Linked DNA regions of Mus musculus: region 1 is linked to region 2. The links are chromatin contacts, called in public Hi-C maps. All regions are on one chromosome and are shown on one strand. Each heading gives the region's core, a stretch centred on a gene start, on an enhancer-like site or on the middle of the called end of the contact. The rest is flanking DNA. Distances are from core to core; before and after follow the strand shown.

The links. A called contact is a pair of places that touch in the nucleus more often than the background predicts.
Region 1: a Hi-C map of memory CD8 T cells shows a contact between it and region 2, with 8 times the contacts expected there. The contact joins the promoter of Cd28 here to the promoter of Cflar in region 2. A contact is called at or near these places in 2 of 484 Hi-C or Micro-C datasets (CD8 T cells and memory CD8 T cells).

What each region holds. Positions count from the first base shown.
Region 1 is chr1:60,742,003-60,748,917 of GRCm38.p6, forward strand. It overlaps Cd28 (CD28 antigen), which reads left to right and starts at 4,386. Exons shown (of 4, transcript NM_007642.4): 1 at 4,386-4,526. The coding sequence starts at 4,472.
Region 2 is chr1:58,707,386-58,714,778 of GRCm38.p6, forward strand. Cflar (CASP8 and FADD-like apoptosis regulator) reads left to right here and starts at 5,901. Exons shown (of 10, transcript NM_207653.6): 1 at 5,901-6,274.

The DNA.
Region 1 (6,915 bases), core at 3,136-5,635, 2.0 Mb after region 2:
TAGAGGAGCTATGTCCACTCCAAAGTACACCACACCACTATTCACAACAGATGAGACATGGGAGTAACCTAAAAGCCTGTTCATTCATGAATGAACAGGAGCATTTGGTCTGAATAGGCTCTGCAATGAAAAGGAAGGAGATGCTGTTGTGTGGCAGAAATGGAGGTCATTATGTTAAGAGGAGTAAGTCAAGGGGCTGGAGGGATGACTAAAAAGTGGTTAGGAGTGCTTGCTGCTTTGGGTTCAACTCCTTGCACCCACTTGGGCTCCAAGGCTCTGACATCCTCTTCTCAATTCCTTGGGCACTTGCACTCACATGTACACATACACATAATTTAAAATATAAGTTTATTGTTTTATACTTTCCCTTTTTATTTATTCTTCTCTTATATATTATATTGCAATTCAGTTTTCCCTCCTTCCCCTCCTCTCAGTCTCTCTCCTAGAGTGAGAATTTTGGTTTCTTAAAAAATACAGAAATATTATAAGGATATGTATTCATTTTAATTCCAGGCCTAGGATATATGGGCTGCTTCAGACTGTCCACAGCAGCTGACTATGATTTGCCTTGTGCTCTAGCAGGGGCATGATTTTGCTAGCTGAAGATAGTTTCTGTGAGTGTGTGATGTTTAGAACTCTGGGGACTTTTCAGAAGGTCCTTGCTAGGGACCCAAGAGGTAAGATTGTTGTTGTTGATGGTGGGTTGTTGGTTGTGTGTGTGTTTTAAGTACTTATGTGCAAAGAATGAAGAAGGAGAAGAAGAAAGAGAAGAGGAGGAGGAGGTAGGGGAGGAGGAGGAGGAGGAGGAGAAGGAGAAGGAGAAGAAGAAGAAGAAGAAGAAGAAGAAGAAGAAGAAGAAGAAGAAGAAGAAGAGAAGAAAAGAAGAAGAAGAAAAAGAAAAGAAGAAGAAAAGAAGAAAAGAAGAAGAAGAAGAAGAAAAGAAGAAAAGAAGAAAAGAAGAAGGAGGAGGAGGAGGAGGAGGAGGAGGAGGAGGAGGAAGAATAATTAGATATCTTGACTGCAAATATCAAACTTGCCCCAAGGAACTCAATGCCCCTAATCAGCAGAAAGTAGTCTAATGATAATGTCAGCCCCTTTCACCTCTATCCTTTTTTCTCTCCTATCTAGTGTTAATGAGTTGAAAGAGTAGGAAAGGCATGAAGGGTAAAAACCTTCTCCATGAAGAAAAAAAAAAAACCCATAAAGTAGTCAAATGTCCAGCTACACTCCCTCACCACCTCCCTTTTCTCCTGGATCTCCCCCTACCTCCACCCCTCAGAAAAGAGCAGGCCTTCCAGGGACATCAACCAAATATGCTGTAACAAGCTACAATTTACATGCCGTCACATTAAGGCTGGACAGGGAACAACAACAACAACAAAAAGCAGGAACAAAAAGGTTCCAAAAGCAAGCAAAAGAGTCAGAAGTATCCCTGGATCCCACTGTTTGTAATCCCATAAGAACATCAAGCTACATAACCATAACAGATATGCTGAGGACCTAGGTCACCCATACAGGATCCCTGATCTCTGTGAGTCCACTTGAGTCCCAGTCAGTTGCTAATGTGGGCTGTGTTCTTGTGCCCCTGACCCCTGTGGTTCCTCCAATCCTTCTTACCCCTCTTCCTCTGCAGAACTCCCTGAGCTCCTGCTAATGTTTGGCTGTGGGACTCTGTATCCTCTCCCATCAGTTATTGGATGAAGTCTCTCTGGTCTCTTCGATGATGATTATGCTAGGCTCCAGTGCCAGCATGTCACGCAGGCATGACATGGTAGGTTGGAGGTTAGATGGTTGGGTTGATGTCCCAGTCTTTCCACTTGAGGCCCTGCCTCGTTGCAGAGGATGGCTGCAGCTTCTGTGTCTCCCATTACTAAGAGTCTTCACTAGGGTCACCCTTGTAGATCCCATGGAGTTTCCATTTCACTAGGTTTCTAACTCATTCCCCAAATGCCCCTCCCCGATCCTAGTCGTCTCTCCCAGTATTTTCTCATTCCATCCGCCCTCCACCATCCAACCCCTCCTGTTTTCATCCTCACCTAGGAAATATATTCTACTTCCACTTTCCAGGAATATTCTGTGTTGTTCCTTCTTTCCATTAAGCATTCCTTGTTACTTATGGTCTGTGGATTGTAGCATGATTATCTTTTACTTTACAGTTAATATCCACTTATAACTGAGTACATACCATGCAACATGGTTTTTTAGCATTTAAACATTCTTTCTGGTTGTGGGTTACCTCACACAGGATGATTTTTTTCTAGTTCCTCTCATTTGCCTTCAAATTTCGTGATGTCATCTTTTTAACAGATGAGTATGGTAGATTGGAGTGTCCTTTAGTTATATATGTTCAGGAGTGGTAAGGCTGAGTCTTGAGGTAGATAGATTCCCACTTTTCTGAGAAACTGCTATATTGATTTCCAAAGTGGTTATACATGTTTGCACTCCCACCAGCAATGAAAGAGTGTTTCCCTTGTTAAGCATCCTGGCCTGCATGAGCTGTCACTTGTGGTTTTGATCTTAGCCATTCTGACTGGCATAGCACAGAATCTCAAAAGTTGTTTTGATTTGCATTTCCTGGATGGCTAAGGACACTGACCATTTCTAAGTGTTTCTCACCCATTTGAAATTCCTCTGTTGAGAATTCTCTGCTTAGACCTGTATCCCATTTTAAAGTTAAATTATTTAGTTTGCTGATGTCTAGTTTCTTGAGTTCTTTAAATATTTTGGATGTTAGCCCTCTGTCAGATGTGAATTTTGTGAAAATCTTTTTCTATTCTGTATACTGCCATTGAGAGAGAAGTCAGCTACACAAAGACAAGTATCACATAATTTCATCCAATTGAAGATAAAAAAACAAACAAACAAACCAAAACAAAACAAAAAAACATTCATTGCCTAGAATCAGAGAGTAGAATCGGGTATTATGGTCCACATCTATAATACTAGCATTTAAGAGGTTGTGTCAAGAGGATTACAAGTTTGAGGCCAGCCTGATCTACAGAGCGAGTTCCAGGACAGCCAGGACTACACAAAGAAACCCTGTCTCGAAAAATAAAATATGTATATATGCCTATAAAACATCATATGGTATTTGACTGATACGTTTAATATTTAAGTTTTATATACCAGCTAAAATGTAATAAAAATATTTATATCATATATGGATGCCTTAGAAATTAACAATTGATAACATATCTATTGAAAACTATAAACAAAACAACATGGAAAGTAATGGCTCAAATATTAAGTATTTTTATAATTCGGTAAGAATATAGGTAAACCTTGACTTTATGCTTATATTTTTTTCTAAATTTTTTTACGTATGCAATATAGCTCACTTTTGTATTCAGAATAAAAAATATAAATCATTCTTTTAAATATACACAAAATCACAAATGAGGCTGGTTTCACAAAGCTCAGATTATCAGAAAAGAAAGAAAAAAAATCACCAAGAAAGTTTTGAGAAAGCTAATGTGTATGAGATACATATAACCACAAACTCCGATGATTATAGCTTCTATAAGAGTCAGACTATCAGGGAAGCTGTTGAGTACAGATGCTGACCAGGGGGATCCAGGATGGCTCTAGAAGAGGAATGTGGAGCTGGCCATGCTGGTGGGCTAGCCCTGTCTACAGAAGGCCCAGGAGTTGGGGAGAGGTGTGGAGAGCTGGTTACAAAGGCCCCGGGTGTCTCTGTGGTGAATCTTCCAATGGTCTGCTGTTTGAAATGTTTCTTTGAGGGACATAGGGAACATGAGGTAGCAAGGGTGTTTCGTTTACCTCCTGTTTCCCTAAGAAAATATGGTGTTTTTATGACTTCCTCTTTGCTCTGGAAATTTCTGCAGCTGCTCAGATGCCTGGGTGCTTGCCAAGTGTGTACTTGGAAGCGGTTTTCAAAATTGGTAGAAGTGAGTTATACATACACTCCATAGGATCGCCTTAAGATTATTTCAAACTTCAATCTCATAACGTTTATGCAGAATTTAAACACGTGCATAGAAATCTCTCAGCTTCCCACACAGCCTTGTATTTTGGATTCGTCTGTAAGAGTTTGTCTTCTGAGAGAGGTTTTTCTCTCTTCTTTAGAATGCCTTGTTTGTCTGCTTTTGTTGTTGCTGGGCCCTAAGCGCCCACATTTCACAGCTCCGATGCTCATCAGCATGACTCTCCTGAGCACATTATCTGGTGGTGGCTGACACTCTCTTCAGTACCCCCCCCCCCCGCCTCCCAAAAAAGAAAAAAGAAAAAAAGGACTGGTTGCTAAAAGAAGTAAAAGTCAAGTCATCAAAAACAATGTAATATCCTGTGTGAAAGTCACGAAGCCTTGTGGTTTGAGTCCCTTGATCATGTGCCCTGTAAAGTGGCCCTGGATGGCAGAGAGTCATAGACCTTGGCAGATGTGACTTCAGTTCACACCACACTCTGCCTTGCTCACAGAGGAGGGGCTGCAGCCCTGGCCCTCATCAGAACAATGACACTCAGGCTGCTGTTCTTGGCTCTCAACTTCTTCTCAGTTCAAGTAACAGGTAAGCAATTTTGATACCATTTTTCCCCCTGTTTTCATTTGTGTTCTCATGACCAGCATGGTTTATTTTAAAACTGTAGTGACCTGTGAAACTTGAATGCATTTAGAGTTTTGTGCTAATTTGACAAGCTACTATTTAGAAACTAGCTAATTCTCATAATACAGCAAATAGAACTTTAACACAAGTTCTTTGGGAAGAAGTAACATTTTATTTAACAACTAGTCCCAAGAACTTTTATATTCAGAATTTTATTTATTGTTTTGTTTTGAGATAGGGTTTCTCTGTATAGCCCTGGCTGTCCTGGAACTCACTTTGTAGACCAGGCTGTCCTCGAATTCAGAGATTTAACTGCCTCTGCCTCCTGAGTACAAGGATTAAAGGCATGTGACACCACCGCCCAGTCAGGATTCTACTTTTTACATCCTATAAAACTGTGATAAGTAAGAGAGTAGGTAAATTCTAGAGGTCTTGGATTAGATTGCCTGGGCTCATATCTCAATTCTCCCTAGTGGCGTTTGGAGCAGGATTTACTACCTAAATCTCTGTAAAACGGGACCCTAAATGAGCATCACCTCAATTTCATTGTGAGATAAAATGAAATAGACATTGTGGAGGTCTTAGTTCAGGCTTGAGCAGTAAACATGGTGTTCATGTAAGTAGTATGTCTACCTGAATTCAGCGAGTGCCAAGAAGAATCCTGAAGTAAGCACAAAAGCTGGTATAGACACCAGTAAGTTTCCTTTTACTGTTGGTTGAAATATGTTTATTTAGGTTAAAATCCTTCAAGTTCCCAATAGCAATGGCAAGGAGGCTATATATTTATCAATTAGAAAGTTCTTACCCTAAACAACCTTTGGTTCTCATGAGTAAGAGCTATTTATTGTCATAAACTCCATTCCAAATGAAGAGACCATTGGAAGGAGGCCATCTATTGAAGAGAATGTTCAATAATTTCTCCAGAGGATGCAGGTCTCCAGTATTTGGCAACACATATTTACAGCTAAAGAATCTTTAAAATTTATGTTTAAAGGTTTCTGTATATCATGTTTAAGGGATCTTAACTTTCTTTTAAAGGAATACTTAAGACACCTTAATTTACTAGATAGTAAAGCCTTACCCTTGTTGAAAGTCATGCAACATTAGTGATTTTACACAGAATGCTTTTCTGATGCCCTCTGTGGACAGCCATTTGTTATAAACTCATGTATTTTCTTTGGAAACTTTTTGGGTTGGACTCAAAGCTTTGTATGTTTCACTGTTTAGAATCTTTACAGGGGTTAGCTAAAAGAGAAGTTGGCAAGTTCACATGTGTGCAGGTCGTTAGTTTTATTTACCTTAAGATAGGTTTTGCTTCATAGATACCAATACATTTTCCTACTACGTCTTAGGATTTGATGCCAAGCAGCCATTGAAAAAGTAGGATGGGGTAGAGGTAGGAAGCTGAAGAGAAAGAAGTTAAAAGGAAAGGAAGATAATTGCAAATGCAAAGATGTGTGACCCATGGAAAAGGATGTGAAGCCTTTTGTATGCTTTTCATTTCTCTCTTCATGTCCACCATCTCACACAAGGAAACTCCCTGGTCAAATGTTACTGTCTTGGGCTGGGGATGTAGTACAGTTGGCATAGCACTTATCTATCGTACATGAAACCCTGGGTTTGATCACAGCACAGCATAAAACAGGCATGGTAGCACATTCCTATAATCCAGTAGAGGCAGGAGAATCAGAATGATCAAAGTTATCCTTGGCTACATAACAAGTATGAGGCTAACCTGGGCTACATGAGACATGTAACTGCATTAAAATGTGCCTGTGTGTTAGGGGCAGGTCTTTAGATTCATTAATTGAATAATTTTGACTCATTGGTTCACAGCATGCATTAATGCACTTACTTGATGATGCTTAAGTGCAACCTGATTCTCATGGCTTGAGTGATACAGCAGAAAGATCATTATGGCTCAATTAAAGAAGTCTGATACAGGAAGGGTTAGGAAGCTGTACCTTAGATGCTTCTTCTGCTAAAGTTACATGTTTTGTATGCATGTTGGATAATAGTGCTCCTGAGATCTTAAAAGACCGGATTCTGTTGGGTTTTGGAGTGTAAGTCCAGCTCATAGCTGCAGGTTCCTGAGAGAATAATCATTTGTGGTTGATAGTGGGGGTGGGTAGATAACATGCATCATTGGTTATCTATCTATCTATCTATCTATCTATCTATCTATCTATCTATCTATCTATCTATCTATCTATCTATCCTAGCCTTTTGTTAGTTTTTCAGCAAACTGACCATGTAGTCTAGAGACTAAACTCAGGAAATACCTGTTTACTTTTCCGTGAGAGCACTTCTTTTCATTTCTCCCCAAATCGTAGTGGATAGAGCATGCCCAAGT
Region 2 (7,393 bases), core at 4,651-7,150:
TGAGCCACCCTCCTACCTCAAAAATATTAATTCAGAATTCCTCTTATCAAAAGGAAATGCAGGGACAAAGAGGAGCAGAGACTGAGGAAAGGCCATCCAGAGACTGCCCTACCTAGGGATCCATCCCATCTGCATACACCAAACCCAGACACTATTGCTGATTCCAAGAAGAGCTTGCTGACAGGAGCCTGGTATAGCTGTCCCTTGATAGGCTCTGCCAGAGCCTTACCAATACAGATGCTGATGCTCACAACCAAACATTGGACTGAGCATAGGGATCCCAATGGGGGAGGTAGGGCAAGGACTGAAGGAGCTGAAGGGGTTTGCAACCCCACAGGAAGAACAACAATATCAACCAACCAGACACCTCAAAGTGCCCAGGGACTAAACCACCAACCAAAAAGTACACATGGAGGGACCCATGGCTCCAGCTGCATATGTAGCAAAGGATGGCCTTGTTGGGCATCGGGCATCACTAGGAGGAGAACCCCTTGTTCCTGTGGAGGCTCGATGACCCAGGGTAGGGGAAAACTAGGGCGCTGAGGCAGGAGTGGGTGGGCAGGTGGGGGAGCACCCTCATAGAGGCAGGGGAGGGGATAGGGGGTTTGTAGAAGGGAAACTGGGGAGGGTGATAATATTTGAAACGTAAATAATTAAAATAACCAATAAAAAATGAAAAAAAAGAGTATGTAACATTTCTGAGATGAGCTGGAAATTTTTAAAAAATTATGAAAAGGATTTTCAATATCTTAAAAAATATAAGACTGGGGACTGGAAAGATGGTTCTGCAGTTAAGGTTGCTTGCTGCTCTTCCAGAGGACCTGAGTCTGGTTCCCAGCACCCACACCACATCAGATGTTGTTTCACAAAGAGCAGCAACTCTAGTTCCATGGGATCTGACGAGGCTGTCACGGGTACCCACATGTGCTACACCCCCTCCAGTAGTGACTAGCGTTACAGGCCTTGAAACCTGGATGCAGTCCTTAGGGGGGAAGTTCAGGGAAACTTAGTCTCCTGGAACCGTGGCATTCTGTATAAGGAATGTTTCAAACTTGTCCTTGGGAATGGATCTGTGTGCTTTCTTTCAGTATTGTATTATTATAGGTGTCTCTAAGCAGTGACTTGCCAAATACCTAAGCATAATCGAACTTTGTTTCCTGGCCTTCATCAATGTCCTAGGGTAGTCCTTGAGCCAACCCTGGACTTGGAATTCAGTAAGAATGTTGCCTATTCAGTGACATTTAGAATTGCCTCTGGTATTGTAAGTGAGATACTGAAAGAAATCAGGCATTACTCTCTACTATACAGAGTTAGAAATCTCAGGGCAAGCTTAGCAGAGTAAGTTTAGGATTTTTATTATAGTTATGTATAGCAGACTGCATTACTTATTAGTAGAAAGTTTCCCCACACAATCACTTAGAATAAAAGCCAAGTCATTCTCATATACAGGAATGTACAATGGTTTAGGAAGTAGATCGGCCTGTGGTTTGAGTAGGAGCTAGAATATTGCATTATTCATGAGAAGGTTAGCTAGAGTGGAACTCCCTAATTAGAACTATGACTTGGGTGTGAAAGCCCTTGCCCCAGGAGTGTAAAGACCTCACACCTGGCTTCCAAGAATATAGCTGACCTTAGATAGAGCTGACTTTGTCTCAGTTGTTTTATTGCCCAGTACCTGCCAGTCTTTATGTTTGCATTCCTCTGTTTTGTGTTAGAGTCATTAAGCATCCAGTAAACTCATTGTACCTTAACAATAGTGACAATGATGTGTCACCTAACTTCCCTATTTTCTTCTGTATTAAAAGTCTGGTGCTCAATTTGAAAAATTACATTCAGATACATACTCTCTCTGGATTCATGTCTGTTTGTCATCCATGCCAACTCCTTGCTCACCTGTAACTACCGGAACCCGAGTTTTGCCTGTGGATCGAGTATCCAAGTGAGGTCCGTCTGCAGCACACATGCATCTGTGCACACGCAGAGACACGTTCTCTTAATTAATGCCACCATGTAACTAGTGCATACCTTTAACCCAGTACTTCCAGAGGCAATTGGACTCAAATAAAGAAATACAGTCAACCTTATACCAAGATATTTTATAAACAGTGTAACTCTAGTCTCATGAGAAGTTATATGGTCTCCATGGGTATCCAGGTCCATATGTCCACATATATAGACATACATTTACAGCCAAATAGAATATATATATATATATATATATATATAGAGAGAGAGAGAGAGAGAGAGAGAGAGAGCCAGATATGGTAATACATGATGCACATCAATAATCCCAGCACTTGGAGAGGCAGAGGTAGGAGGACCACTTTAAGTTCTGGGCCAACTAGGGCTACATAGTGAGTCTGTCTCAAAAAAAATGGTGTTGGAGGGTGGGGAGACATACAGCAATGGAAAATCAATAATATTCTAACAGTACACAACTAACTTTGTTTCTTCATTAAGAATAAGGGGACATGGTTACAGTTCTATGGAGCTTTCTAAGTCTGTGATCCTATGGTAGAACTAGAAGTGTATTTATAACAGGCTGGCATGCTTGACTCTCAGATTATCTATGAGGTGGTAAAATCTTGATGGGGTTCATAAAATGAATCTGGGGACAGTATGTCACTAGATATTTTGTGGGAAACTCTTTACAACATTATTTAAAAGTTATTTTTTTGTTTATGTTTTCAAGACATGTTTTCCCTGTGTAGCCCTGGCTGTCTTGGAATTTGCTCTTGTAGACCAAGCTGGCTTTGAACTCACAGAGATCTGTTTACTACTGCCTCCAAAGTGCTGGGATTAAAGGTGTGTGCCATCATGCCCTTCTAAAAGTACCCCCGGCCTTAAAAAAAAAAAGATTTATTTATTTATTTTATGTGTGAGTACACTGTTGCTGTTTTCAGACACACCAGAAGAGGGCATTGGATCCCATTACAGATGGTTGTGAGCCACCATGTGGTTGCTGGGAATTGAAATCAGGACCCCTGGAAGAGCAGTCAGTGATCTTAACCACTGAGCCATCTCTCCAGCCCCCTAAAAGTTCTTGCTACAACATTTTTGTCTTCTCAGCATGCTCTCCTATATAGAAAGGGCATATATACTGTTAAATTTTAGTTATCCAAGTATTATTTATAAGAACTCTGTAAGAGTGAGAAATAAAACTTGATACACAAGAAAAAATAATGTCATATACTAGTGAATGAATGAATTAAGAGTTTGAGCTGGGTCTGGTGAACACAGGCCTAGAATCCTAGAATCCTATTGAGAGGCTGAGGTTAAACGACATTTTTACCATGGGTTGTAAGACTAGAGGTTAGTAGAGAAATGCTCTGGGAAAGAGTAAGACATACCCGAGTATGGTTACAGGCTCTGCCGGGGACAGCTGTGTCCTATTATTTTATGGGATATATATTCTGTAGCTGAGTTACATGGTTTACACTTTTCCTTTATTATTTTGTGTGTTCCATATCTGCATTGACATGCGTACAGCATCGCACACACGGAGGCTACCTGTGTGGGTGTGGTTTTTTTTTTTTTTTTCTTTCTTTTTACTTTTACAAGTCATCAGTCTTTGGGAGCAGGGAAAAATATTTACTAGTTGTACCACCTGCTCCAGTCCTTAAGTAACAAGTTTTAAAGTGTAATTTAGATCGAGGCTTAAAGGCTAAAGGCTTAGTTTTAATTTTATTATGTTTATGTGTGTGGGCACACATGCCCTGGCACACGCGTGGTTATCAGGGGACAACTTGTAGAGCTGATTCTCTCCTTTGCTTCCTGTCCTCTTCCACCACAAGGCCTCCAAGAGAGTAACACAGAAAATGTGTTGATACTTTGTCTCCTTCCACTGGAGCGGCTCCACCGGATAAAAAAGGAAGCCTACATGTTCAGACTGGTAGAAATAAAGATATTTGTTATTTTATTTGTGTTTTTCTGTATTTAAAAGTGTATCTAGCCAAAGACTTTTTTTTGTCTTTATAAAGTCAAGTAAGGGTCTGGAGAGAATGCTTTTCGGCCTCTATGCTGACTGCTCGGAAGACCTTTGTCTTTGCTAAAAACCCGGCCCAGGATGCGAGCCAGGGCTCAGAGACGCTGCGCCTGCTGCCACGTCTGCTTTCGGTTTCTGGGCGTCTCCATTTTGCGGACCCTAAAGCACGCAGCGAAGTCTCTGAGACCTGAGCCTCTCAAGCGGCCACTTAGGGCCGGACAGGTACGTGACCTGCGCGGTGTAACTGGCGCGCTACTCGCGACGCTGCGCGAGCCTGGGACCCTAAGTCCCGGGCCGCTGTGCCGTGCGCGTTCTAGCCCGGCAAGGAGGTCGCTACGAGTCCGGCGCCGGCGCTGGCGCACAGGGGATGGCGGGCGGAGCCCGGGAGGGCGCGGAGGACTGTAGCTCCTTTACTGGCTTTGCTGGCTGGGTAAGAACCAGGGCTCAGGGCGACCACAGGTGGCAACAACTCCCAGTTCAAGGAGGCCTGGTGTGTTCAGGGGATGGGATCTTCAGGGAAGTGACCCTTAATGACCCTAAGGCACCCCGGAGCTGTAGTGACTGCATTGAGGACTGGAGGGAGCACCCATAAACCCCCAAGGGGGAGCATTCCTGTGTTCCTGTCGGAAAACTAAAGATTAACTTTGCTGGCCGAGCCACAATTAGTCAAGCACAAAACATCTAGAGAATTACTCATTTCCTGGAGTTGAACTGTCCAGTTTCCAGCTTTCCTTTCGAAAAGTTGGTTCTCTCTCTCTCTCTCTCTCTCTCTCTCTCTCTCTCTCTCTCTCTCCCTCCCTCTCTCTCTCTCTCTCTCTCTCTCTCTCTCTTTTGGTGGACAAGTTCGCTGGAAGTAAATTCAAGGAGTCTAATTAAATCCTCCGGGTTCAGGTAACCTTCGAAAAAAAATTTTTTAACAGTAAAAGGGGTGGGGCCAGAAGGGAGTGTCATATGTCAGGCCTTGACCAATAGGGATGATCTAAAATTTAAAACCTAAGAAGAGATTTTAGATAAAAGGTCGACCTCCTAGTTTACAAAAGGTTCTGAACAAAGCAGAAAGCTCAGCTCTCTGGTATCACAAACAAGCTTGGTTTGTAAGCAAATTATTTTTTTATTTTATTTTTTGGTATTCTGAGACAGGACTCTATTCTCTATACAGCCCTGGCTCTCCTTAAACTCACTGTGTAGCCCAGGCTGCCCTAGACTGTGCAGAGATCCACCTGTGTCTGCCTCCTGATTGGATTACTAGGATTAGAGAGTATGTCGCTATTAGTCACTGTTCCTGGGAGTCCACCAGAGATAACCACGTAGCCAAAGTTCATAGCCTATTGAAAGTCTTTATTCCAACCAGCTGGGATGACACTTAGGTACTGTGTGTATTCAGTGACCAATGTCCAGAGCACAGGGTTTCTGAAGGCAGAGACCTCACTTGGCAGCTGGAGCGGGGGGGGGGAGTGGGGGGGGGGTGGGGGGTGGGGGGCGGGGTGGGGCGCGGAGGTGGAGGCTTTGGGTAAGCAAGCGATTTGACCGCTAAAATCTTCTCTCAGCAGCCGACCCCACCCCCGCCCGCCCCCAAAGCTGGGCGTACACCACCACACTCAGCTTCAATGGATTTTTCCAGAAGTTTTATGTTGTACATTGTTTTTGATGACATTTAATTCTTTAGCAAGTCACCACTTGCTAACCTAGTTTCCCAAGCTGCGAGAAACCCGGGTGGGGGGTGGGTGGGTGGGAAGTGGGGTGTTTCCTTCCTTCAGAGAAGTAGCATGGGGGGCGGGATTTGGGGTATGTGCGGTCTTTGGGGTTTTCTTTCTTTTTTTTTTTTTTTTTTTTTTTTTTGAGCCTTGACTGGTCAGTTTCGCCCCTAGAGGCGGAAGTTGGCTTCCTCTCTGGCTTCCTGTAACTTTCCTCCGCCCTCTTGTTAGGATTGTGGAATTCAGCAATGGCCTCGATTCAGTTTTGGTGAAATGGCGGCCATTCTCATCTTCTCGGAGCCCTTCTCTTTGCTCACACTCGCGATTCTGCCCCCGCAAGAGTACTCTGGGGACGTCCTTATCGCTGGGAGAGAGCGGTCGCATCTCATTCCTGAACCTGTTGGGCTCGCTGGGCGCGTCACCTGGCTAGCAGCTTGGGCCAGCTCCGCAGGCTAACTTTCCTGGACGCCTACTGAAGAGTCTGCTCCTCTCTGTGTTCTTTCCAGTGTCTCGTTCGATCCAGTTTTCTGGTGGTCTCCAGCGAAGACAGGCGACAAAGCCGTTGTTGAGTGGGATGGGCCGGCGACCGCCCGGTGTGAGTAATCCCAGAACCCCTCCTATTCTTGCAGTTCCCAAAGGGACTTGGGAAGTTGGAGAGCTGACTCCTGATTAATGTAGGAAAGTGTTCGTTTCCTATCTTCCACTCTTGGTTCCTTCTGTGCTTTTTGGGGATCCACTCACAGCACCTCCAGACTTGTGGCACATTCAAATCCAAGTCTTTCTTGAAGAGAGCCAAAGACTTATTAAATTAAACTTGTTACTGGACTCAAATGCCTCCTTGTTAATTTAGTGTGTGACTCTGGATGGCGTGAAATTTCGAACAAGGTACTTGGGTGTTTTTTGTTTGTTTCTATAATCCCAGCGTAGAGGCTGCCTGGACAAAGCTCAAGGACAGCTTATCCTGGCAAGAAGCCTGCTGGCCAAGAGTGAGGCAGTGAGGGTTTGGCCCAGGGCCTTCCTATACTCAAAGCATTATTTCTCTTAAATCTCAGAAACAAGAAGCACTACCTGTGTTATGACGCCCTAGCTGACCTTCACCTCTGGGAAGACTTGACACCCCACCTGGGGCAGCTGTCTTGCTCCTTACTAAGGATTTTACTTCTTATTTTGCATTGCATTTTAATATCCAAAACCTTTCAGGCAAGTTATAATATAAATAAAATATACCTGCAAAGTAAATACAGACACTGCCCCCACCTCCCACGAGTCCATTCCCTAGCGACAGCCAGAGGTGGCTGGTTCTAGTCACATACATTGGTGTACTCAAATACAGTCTTTTGGTTGCCTTTAAAAAAATTGGGAATCTTCCCTTGGCCCCAGCCATCCAGCTCCTTTTCGTATTCTTTCTCCAAACAGTCTTTCAGAACAGATGTTTGTGGTGTTGTTTTTCTGTTTCCATCCTAGTTTCCCCTCCTTCCCCATCTTGTGCAGTGGCCACTTGGATTTGTTTCATTGGCTCTTTTTTTTTCTTTCTTTCTCCTCCCTCTTCAATTCTTAGCTTTGGGGAACAATTTCTTCCTTTGTGTCACTATTGAAAGAAAAAGACTGTGTGTGTGTGTGTGTCTGTCTGTCTGTGTGCCCTTGTCTTTCTAGGTAAAATTGAACTCTTTCTGCTCTTTGTACCTTATTCTATATTTATGCTCATTCGATGATC